3 separate regions of the Oryctolagus cuniculus genome follow, and regions 1 and 2 are each linked to region 3. Evidence: chromatin contacts called from public Micro-C data. All regions are on one chromosome and are shown on one strand. The core of a region is the stretch at or near the end of the contact, and the rest is flanking DNA. Distances in the headings are between cores, read along the strand shown.

What was found. A called contact is a pair of places that touch in the nucleus more often than the background predicts.
Region 1: a Micro-C map of ear pinna shows a contact between it and region 3, with 2.3 times the contacts expected there. The contact joins the promoter of WRN here to the promoter of PPP2CB in region 3. A contact is called at or near these places in 2 of 6 Hi-C or Micro-C datasets (ear pinna and an unstated tissue).
Region 2: a contact with region 3 is called in a Micro-C map of ear pinna, with 5 times the contacts expected there. The contact joins the promoter of GTF2E2 here to the promoter of PPP2CB in region 3. A contact is called at or near these places in 2 of 6 Hi-C or Micro-C datasets (ear pinna and an unstated tissue).

The regions. Positions count from the first base shown.
Region 1 is chr2:81,063,830-81,067,105 of mOryCun1.1, reverse strand. It overlaps WRN (WRN RecQ like helicase), which reads right to left and starts at 1,663. Exons shown (of 35, transcript XM_070068523.1): 1 at 1,527-1,663. It overlaps PURG (purine rich element binding protein G), which reads left to right and starts at 1,944. Exons shown (of 5, transcript XM_070068527.1): 1 at 1,944-2,428; 2 at 2,706-3,276. The coding sequence starts at 2,090.
Region 2 is chr2:80,688,214-80,691,742 of mOryCun1.1, reverse strand. It overlaps GTF2E2 (general transcription factor IIE subunit 2), which reads left to right and starts at 1,533. Exons shown (of 8, transcript XM_070068516.1): 1 at 1,533-1,755.
Region 3 is chr2:80,852,755-80,856,115 of mOryCun1.1, reverse strand. PPP2CB (protein phosphatase 2 catalytic subunit beta) reads left to right here and starts at 1,307. Exons shown (of 7, transcript NM_001101707.1): 1 at 1,307-1,411. The coding sequence starts at 1,310.

The DNA of each region.
Region 1 (3,276 bases), core at 414-2,913, 210 kb before region 3:
TTTGCCTCACGGTGTACCTTCTCCATAGCCTGAAACCAGCTCCCTCCCCCAACAAGCACAGGAAGCCCCTAGGCCTTTGTTGAGGGCTATTTAAGTACCCACCGTCTAACCTTGCTTTGAGTCTCATTCTTTGTGTATGGCTCTTGTGTTTCTTCACATTGATAAATGTTAGGATTTTGTTCCCATCTATTAAGTTGTCTATTGTCGGGTTATTTCAAAGACTAAAGCTCCCAAAATTTTAAAGGGGGAAAAAAGATTAAATTTAAAACTTCCCTAAAGTTTCCATTTCCCCCAGAATGTACAAAATAATACACTATGCCCTACATAATCTGTCCCCCTGTTTTTCCGGTCTGACTTAATCTCCTATTATACTTCCCCTACTAGCTTACTGGTCTCCTAGGCTGCTCTTTGAATAACCCAAGCACGGCTCCCATGATGCCTCTGCACATTCATTCTTTCCAGATCAGATGCATCCCAGAATCCCCTGCATCTGATGGCCAGCTCTGAATGTGATGCCCAGCTCCGAGTTCCAGCCTCCTGCTAACGCACACCCTGGGAGGCAGCAGGTAATGACTGAAGTAACTGGGCACCTGTCACCCACGCAGAAGACCTGGATGTTGTCCCATGCTCCTGGCTTTGCCCAGGCCCAGCCATTGTGGGCATTTGCAGGAGTATTCTGTCTCTGCCTCTCAAAACTAATTAATTAACTTGTTTTTTTTTTTTAATTCCATTTTCAGTAAGTCCTCCCCTGAATGCCTATTGTAAAACTGTGCTTCCTACCCACGTGCACCTTTCAACTCTCTTTTCTATAGCAGTCTCTATAGGATTTACACCTGTGACAAATGACATATTTGATTTTTTTTTTGCCTCTTTCCACCCAAATGTGAGCTCCAAGAGCAAAAAAGTTTTTGGACTGTGTTGTTCATTATTGGTATCCCTAGTGCTAGAGCAAGGCTCAATTAATACTTGTTGAGTTCATAAAGGGAGATTGCACTTAAATGATGTCAAAATCTGAATTATCCCACCCATCCTGACCTCCAAGCCCCTAAAAACTAACATACCAAACTACATGTAGTTGAAGTATGCTGCCAAAGGTTCCTAAATTAACCTCCGAAGGACTTTATCACCCTCTTCCATAGGGAGCAGTATTTCTCCATATCAAACCAATCAACAAAGCTCGTATGAAACCTGAAAATAAAAAAGTTACTGAAGTCTGCACGACTGGAACTCAAGACATCCAACAGAACTTTGTAAAACCACGATCGGCCAACGCCTTCCCTCGACCGCACTGTGCAACCCGAGGCGGCTCAGTTTCTGCACCAGCAAAGGCCGCCTCTGCAGGACAGAACGCCCCGGGCCGCAAGGGGCGGGGAGCACCCAGGCCAGCCGGCTGCCCGGCACCATTCTCCCAGGCGCTCCGGTGGGAGAGCTCTGAGGGAGAACGTCCGTTTGTTAAGGAGTCCCCCCAAAAGCAGCGCTGAGGCCTACAGGGACAGCTCAGCCCCAGAAGACGGAGGACACGTTACCCTGAGAAGAGCCAGGTCAACGGGACTTCTCCTTCAGCGGGAGGGCTCGTGGGGCGCCACGACACCAAGGCCTGCAACCCGGGCATCCAGGACAGGCGTCCACCCTACACACTTTATTCCCGCGCTGCAGAAAGCACCGCACGGCGTCACCGGCGCGCACACCACGCACCAGCTCTGGCAGAACAGCCCGCCCTCCCTGGATCCCCGGGGCCACGCCCCCCGGCCCGGGCCACGCCCCGTCCGGCCGCCCCTCGCTCGTCGCCGCAGCCCCTTGCCGCGGAGGCCAGCGCGGCGCGGCACGCATGCGCACAGGCCATCGCTGCCGCTGAGCACTTCGGGAAGTGTAGTCTCTGCGCGGGTGCCCGCGGGCCGCCCGGAGCCCGGCATCCCGGCGGAACGTGGAGAAGTCAGAGCACTCCTGGCACCCGGCCCTTCTTGCATCTTCACCTCTGTCCAGTCACCACTCAGTCCCTCACGCACGCACACCAGCCCCACGCGCTCGGCTGCGGTGGGGGGCGCGCCCAGGAGGAGCGCCCGAGACCCCCTCTTCCCCTCAGCAGCGTATGCGGGGGGGAGAGGCGGGGTCCGCCGCCCGCCCCGCGCCGCGCCGCGCCGTCACCCTCCCCGCCTCCTCTCTCCGCGCGCGGCGGGCGTCGGGCCGGTGCCGGGATCGAGGCGGCGGCCCCCGCAGCGGCGGCCGCAGGAGGGGCGGCGGCGGTGGGCGCCGCGGGCGATGCCTCTGCCCGGCTGCTCCGGCGGGGGGCAGAGCGAGCGGCGGCGGCGCGGGAGGAGGCGGGGGGCGGCGGCTGCGGCGGCGGCTGCAGCAGAGGGGCCGAGAGCTGGCGGCGGCGGTGGTCGTGAAGGGCATCGGCGGCGGCGGCGGCGGTGATGGCACCGACGATGTGAGTGCCTGCTGGCTTGGGGAGCCCCGGGGCCGCCGAGCCTGAGGAGGCGGGCGGTCGTCCGGCGGCTGCGGGAGCGGGCGGACAGGGACGGCCGAGGGACGTGGTGTGCAGGCGGGAGCCGCGGCCGCCGCGCGTCCGGCAGAGGCCAGCGCCGGAGCCGGGCCGGTGCGAGGGGGCCCGGGCGGCGGCGGGGGCGGCGCAGGCCGAGGGGCGCCTGCGATTGTTCTCAACCCCCTCCCCCACCCCATCCCGTGTGTCTGTTTGTCGCCTGCAGCTGAAGATGGAAAGAGCCAGGCGGAGGGGAGGCGGCGGCAGCGGCGGCGGCGGCCGCGGCCGCGGAGGCAAGAATGTAGGGGGCTCTGGCCTAAGCAAGAGTAGACTCTATCCCCAGGCCCAGCACTCCCACTACCCCCACTACGCCGCGGCGGCCACCCCCAATCAGGCCGGGGGCGCGGCCGAAATCCAGGAGCTGGCCTCCAAACGAGTGGACATCCAGAAAAAGAGGTTTTACCTCGACGTGAAGCAGAGCTCGCGGGGCCGCTTCCTAAAGATAGCCGAAGTGTGGATAGGGAGAGGCCGGCAGGACAATATCAGGAAGAGTAAGCTGACCCTGTCCCTGTCTGTGGCCGCGGAGCTCAAGGACTGTCTGGGGGACTTCATCGAGCACTACGCCCACCTGGGCCTCAAGGGCCACCGGCCCGAGCACGGCCACGGCAAGGAGCCGGGCTCCCGGAGGAGGCAGAAGCACGCGGCACCCTCCCCGCCCGTGTCCGTGGGGTCGGAGGAGCATCCGCACAGTGTCCTCAAGACGGACTATATAGAGAGGGACAATAGGAAGTATTACC
Region 2 (3,529 bases), core at 284-2,783, 160 kb after region 3:
GATGGCAGAATATAAATTACGAATATTGGACTCTCTGAAATCAAGTTAATGTGGCTGTTGGGAAACAAATTGGTCATGTGGTCAACCTTGGCAGCAGAGAAACAGGACCCCTTTCTGAGTTCATTTATAGGGTGATGACCATTTTTAAGCACCTCTGACACAAGAACGGGCCTAATTACAGATTATAGATCATATGAATCTATTTATGGACTTCTCTTGAGGAAATGATTCAGGGTACAGGATATCACTTAAAAGTGTTTTGAATAAATGCAGTCATTGCTTTCAGTGTTATGACCTCATCACAGGCAACTTGCAGTAGAAGCCAGAGTGATAACCACTGTTGACAACATCTATCATTTATAATTTGCACCAAAATAAACATATTTTCAAAGCCACTTTTCCATGAATTCCTTGGGTAAATACTGATTTTTTTTTTTTTAAAGATTAATGTATTTGAAAGGCAGAACAACAGAGAGTGACAGGCAGATCTTCCAACACTGATTAACTCCCCAAACAGCTGCGACACTGAGGTCTGCACCAGGCTGAGGCCAGGAGGCAGGAAGTCCTTCCCGGGCTCCCATGTGGGTGGCAGGGGTCTACGTATTTGGGTCATCTTCCGCGTTTCAAGGCATATTGGCAGGATGCTGGATCAGAGTAGTTGGGATGTGAACCACCACTTTGATATGGGATCCAGGTGTGAAAGGTGGCAGCTTAACCAGCTGTGCCACAACACCAGCCCCAAATCCTGATAATTCGGAGCGGATTGCTCAAGGCAAAGGCTCTGGTTTGACTTATGCGTTACTTCATTGTCGCCACAGTCCAAGTAGCCCATCACGGTAGTACCATTATTATCCCCATTTCCCAGAAGAGATGGAGATACAGGTTAAGTAACTTGAGGAGTAACCAGCAGTAATTAAAGGGCAGCTTCACAATAGGTAAGCGCTGGCCACGCTGCTGCTGTAGGTTCTCAGAACAGGAACGGAGAGCGGCAGAGCGCGAGCCAGGCGATGGTTTTCGTTTTATTCTTGTTTCGCTTCCAGCACCTCCTGTCGCAGTCCGAGATCCTTTGCTGTGACAGACAGCTCACAGGTGTGCGGGAAGGAGCCCGTGTGGGCTCGCCTTTGCTCTCTCTGCTGCGAACGAGTCACTTAGTTCCACGGGGCCTTTTTCGCCACTTTGAAACAGCTACAACGTTCTCTCAGGTTCAGGTGCCGGTGAGCGGCATCTGAGCGACAGTCACACAATAAACGCCGCCAGAACGCGTCGCCCTCGGGTTAGACTCCAGAGCCTGCCTGCCGAAAGAGGACTTCCTAACTTCGAATTTCGGCACAGACAGGCTGCGTCCATCTTCTTTAGCACCGCCTCCCACCTGAGTCCCGGCCTCCGCCCCGCCCCAGCCACCTTCCCGTTGTCATGGAGATCCCGACGCCCGAGCCGGCTTGTTCAGCTCCCGCGGTTACTCTCGCGGGGTACGCGATGACGCATGCGCGTTCTCGGCAGCGAAGGCGCCGCGGTGGCTGCCGGGACTGATCCTAGCTGCCTTATCAGGAAGTGGCGGGCGGGGCGGAGCCGCCGCCGCCGCCGCCGCCAGTGGCGAGACCCCTGAGCTGGCGGGTCGGCGCTGGGCGTGCGCGCAGGCTGGCGAGGGCGCTGACGAGGAGCGGGAAGCCACGGCAGCGCCGGCGGGGACGGCTGGCCGAGGCGGAGGCGCAGGGAGTCGGCGGCGGGTCGCGTGGGGCTGCCCTCTTCTCTCTGGTAAGGGCTGCGACCGCCAGGTGAGGGGCGCGAGCCCTGGCCTGTTGTTCTTCGCCCCGCGACGCGGCTCTCCTCGCAGGTCCTCACTTTTCGTGGGGCTGGGTCTCGGGACCCTTCGGACACGCTAACAGCTCCGTGGGCGCTCTGTCTTTGAGGCCTGGGGCTCACGGGACAAACTTTTGGGTTGAAAAGAGGGGGAAATCGGCAGTGGGGTCGCGCGCGGGTTGAGCCCCTCGTGGGCCGAGCGAACCGCACGTGTGCGGCTCGGGGCGCCACGGCGTCCTGCCCGCCGAGGCTGTGATTGAGTTGCTCACACCCGGACCGGCTTTCCAGCTGCCTCGGGGAGCCCGCGCTCGTGGTCTGTAATTACAGGAGTTTCCGGAGAACTCTGCAGGCGTCTGCCCCGGCAGGACGCCGGGGTCCCCCTTGGGCGCACCTCTGCGCCGTCGGTCAGCCGGGCACCCCTGGGGCTGAGGCCGGGAAAGCCGCGAAAGGCTGGAAGAGGGCGAGTCGTGGGGTGTGGGTCTGTCTCCCGGTTTCCATCTGCGGAAACACTCAGCGGTCTGTGTCGTGCTGCTGTGTTTGTAAATGTAAATCGGGCATAGTGTCGCGTCCTGTTGGCTACAGAGGTCAGTTCAGAAATGTCGAAGTCGGTACAGGCAGGTAAAGCTAGGCGGAGCGTCGGGTGGTGAAAGATCTTCATCTGCGGGCATTCCAGCGCTCAACTTGTAGGAGTCAGGGTATTCGGATCCTGGTTTATTGGCGTGTGTCAATCTCACCCTACCGCCTTAGTTTTGGATTTCACATATTAAACTAGTAACAACTGGGTCATCTGTTGTCTCCCAGAGTTATGAGGATCTGGAACTGTTAACCATTTAGGCTTTGCTAGACTGTTGGGCTTTATTTAAAATATGTTAAAGTCCTCTTTAAAAGCCTAGATTATCTACCTGTCATTACAAAGTGAGATAAACCGTTAGAAAGGTTTCCTGTTTCAGAAATTCACCACCTGGGGCCTGTGCTGTGGCTCAGCTGGGGCTGCCTGCAGTGCCGGTATACCATATGGGTGCCAGTTCGGTTTCCAGTCGCTCCACTTCCGATTCAGCTCCTTGCTAATGGCCTGGAAAAGCAGTGGGAGATGGCCCAAGTGCCTGGGCCCCAGCACCCATGTGGGAGACCTGGAAGAAGCTCCTGGCTTAGGCTGAGCCCAGTCACAGCTGTTGCTGTTTCCTCTTCTGTCTCTCTAATTCTGACTTTCAAATAAATAAACCTCCTTTTAAATTTTTTTTATTTGACAGAGAGAGGCAGAGAGAAAGGTCTTTCTTCCGTTGGTTCACCCCCCAAATGGCTGCTACGGCCGGCGATGTGCTGATCCAAAGGCAGGAACCAGGTGCCTCCTTCCTGGTCTCCCATGGGGTGCAGGGCCCAAGCACTTGGGCCATCCTCCACTGCACTCCCGGGCCACAGCACAGAGCTGGACTGGAAGAGGGGCTACCGGGACTAGGACTCGGCGCCCTTATGGGATGCTGGCACCGCAGGCGGAGGATTAACCAAGTGAGCCATGGCGCCAGCCCCTAAATAAATCAATCTTAAAAAAAAAAAAAGTTCACAACCTGCTTGTTGTCCCCATCTTCTCAGTTATGAATCTCACTTTCTTGTTGCTGTCCTCATACCATCCCACCTCCCAAAACTGCCTTCCTCACACCACAAGAATCATTCTTTTCTCTTCAGATCTTTAAATAGTGATACCAAAATAACTTATTTATATGGCTTTAAA
Region 3 (3,361 bases), core at 58-2,557:
TGTGGGAGACCCAGATGTAGTGCCTGGCTCCTGGCTTCAGCCTGGCCTAGTGCCAGCTATTGTGGCCAGCTAGGAGTGAACCAGTGGGTGGAAGATCTCTCTCTACCTTTCCAACTTTTTCAAAATAAATAAATGCTTTTTAATAATTCAGTTCAAAATGCTCCCATTCTAAAGCTCTTTGAAAGTGTTCCCCAGGACAGTAAAAACAACAGACACATGGCTCCCATGGTGTACCACGGGACAGGCACTTTCAACCTCTGACTCTCAGAGCCTGAGAAGGGAAGCTGATGCTTGAGGAGGTGTGGCGACTGCCAGGTCAGGAACACTTGCCCTCTCACCCAGGATGCCGCCTCCCTCTGGGGTTCCGCCCAGCACTGCGAATCTCTAAGGGAAGAAGTGTGGGTGGTTAGCATGTGCCGGACAAGGTGCCTGGCCAGCAGCCGGCAGCCGGCACCAAGAGCGTGTTGACCAAATCATTACACCTCGGTAAACACTGCTGGAGCTGGAAACGACCCAGACGATCGCACAAAACAATCATTTCATCTTCCCGATATTGCAAGCGAGCGTTCGAGACACCCGGCTAGAAGAAATTTATTCTGTAAATAATTGAATGCCTGCTTCGGAAGAGTGCCTGACGCTGGGGAGAATAAAATTCCTTGTCCAGAGCGGCGGAAACGCACTGCGGGAGCTTAAGGTGAACACGAAGTTGCCCTAGGACAAGATGTTGGGGAAGAAATCAGGGGAGCCAAGACCAGGCTGGGAGGAAAAGACCAGAGAAAGCAAGAGGACCGGACAGGCGCCCCCGACCCCGGGTCCCCAGGGCCGTTTCTCCGCCGAGCCACGCGAGGGCGCTGCTCCGCTCCTCGCCGGCCGTGCCCCGGCGGCGCCGCCCGCTCGCCTCTTCCCGGCGGAAATGCCCGGGCGATGACGGAAACCCTCAGGGAGGGGAGAGAAAGGGCGAGAGGGTAGGGGCTACGGAGCCGGGAGAGGGCGGCGGGCGGCGGCAGCGGTCGCGGGCGGCCATCGCCCGGCGGGAGCTGCGTCCAGAGCGTCCTCGCCGCGCTCCCCCACCCCCCCCCCGACCCCGACCCTTCCGCTTCCCCCACAGACTCCCTGGGCGGGGACGGACGCGGGGTGCCCTCGGGGAGCCGCCCGCTGGACTTGAGCCGGGTGCGGGGCCCGCGGCCACCCTCCCCAGCTCCTTCCTGTCCCGCTCGGGGCTTGGCGGCGGCGGCGGCGGCGGGTGAGGGGAGCGGCGCCCGGGGCGGGGGCGGGGGCGGGGGCGGGTGGGGGAGGGGAGCGGGCCGCCATGGACGACAAGACGTTCACCAAGGAGCTGGACCAGTGGGTCGAGCAGCTGAACGAGTGTAAGCAGCTCAACGAGAACCAAGTGCGGACGCTGTGCGAGAAGGTGAGGGCCGGCCGGGGAGGAACGCGGGGCGCTGGGCGGCGGCGGCGGCTCCCCTGCCCGGCCTGGCCGCGGCTCCGCGCCGGCCCCCGACGCCGCAGTCGGCTCGGGGCAGTGCCCGCGCCCCCGCGCTGCCGACTCGGGTGTCCGCCGGGAACGGGCGTGACGGCCCGAGAGGGACCCGACCCCGCGTCGTCGGGGTCGGCCAACTTGCTCCCGCGCGCCGGAGCGGTGGGCGTGATGGCAGACGGTGGCTTTTTTAAAATAGAGGTGCGCGCAGATGGCGCCCCGCACGGCGCGCGTGGATTGGCGGCACCCGCGCCGCGAGGCCGGAGCTCGGGGACAGTTCGTGGAAAATGCCTATAAGGATTAAAGACTGCTCGTGGATTTAAAAATCGGTTTTTTACACCAAAAAAAAAAAATTTCTTAAAGTCCCGTCCTGTGAGTTGTCATGCAGGGTGGCACTTTTCAGAAAGTTGTTTCCAGTCCCCAAACGGGGGTAAACCCTGCAGGCAGTGCATTGTTGTCAGGTGTCTGGTCTTAGCTTTCTGAATTCGGAAGCCATTGTTTTGTGAACCCGTGGAATTCTCACCTGTGCAGGTGGTGTACTTGAGAGCCTCCAGTTGTTCTTCATTCATCATTTGCGCTGTGGACTAATTAGTTTTCATGTATTCGTATGTTGGAAAGTCCCCTTGGAAGTCCACGAGGTACTGGAGTAAGGAGGTTATTTTAGGTTATTTTCTTAAATGTGTTTGAAAGCCCGCATACCTCAGAAAAGCACTGAGGAAGTAATTTTTTAAGCCTTATTAGTAGGGCACTTTTAAAAAAAAGACAGATTTATTTATTTGAAAGGCAAAGTTACAGAGAGGAAGAGAGAGATCTCTCATCTGCTGGTTCACTCGCCAAATGGTGGGGGCCCTGCCCGAGCCAGGAGCCGCCTCCAGGTTTCCCACGCTGGTGCATATTAGCAAGGAGCTGGATCAGAAGTGGAGCAGCCAGGACTCAACCAGCCTCAGTCATCAAGTAAAGATGTCACCCGTTACATCACAGCACAGGCCCCAGTAGGGCACTTTTTAAATTATGCAACTAAAGGATGGAGGGGTAGCCACTGTTTTTAACAAGTGCCCAGGGAGCTTACATATTGAATAACTACATGTTATTATTTCTGCAGATAAAAGTGAATTTGAATTTATTTCTGCAGATAGAAGTGCCACAGAAATGGTATATTTCTCTTCCTGAAGCAAACTGCTTGCTTGTACCTTCATTCCACATTTGTGTGTGTGTGTGTGTGTGTGTGTGAAAACCTGTGATTTCATGGGTCTTACAATTTACGCTTTACTAAACTCTCAAGCTCCAGCATCAAGTTTGAGTAATTAGCTGAATTGGTTAACCTCCCTGTGAACGTCAGATACAGACTTGAAGTTATGACTAAAGTGGTAGTTGAATCAGTTTTTCTTTTTGACTTTCTAATAATTTTAATTTCCTAGAGGAGACTATTTTACCAGTACATTGATAATTGCACTCAAATCTTAAATCATGCCAGGAAACTGTGTATTTATCGAGAGATTATTTTTACTTCACCTCCTAAATAAGTTGAACTACCTAGGATCTTACAGCTATAGTTTACTTACGCGTTGACCTGTTCTATCTTTGATTGTAGTTATCCACAAAATGTGAAGCTCAAGTGAAGATCGCCTTGCATTTGTGTTTGTGCTCTGTGCACTTTGATAGAGTTGCCAGTGGAGCAGAGTGCCAGTAGTTCAGCAGCTCTCAGTGTAGCCGCCTTGTTCTGGCAACTATGGCTTACTTTTGTGGCATATGTGGTGCCTCCGTATCTGTGCTGGATTGGTCCAGGTCCTATAAGAATACCAAAAGTCCCCATGCTCAAGTCCCTTTTATAAAATGTGCAGTGTTTGCATGTAATGTACATACCTCCTCTTGTGTATATATATA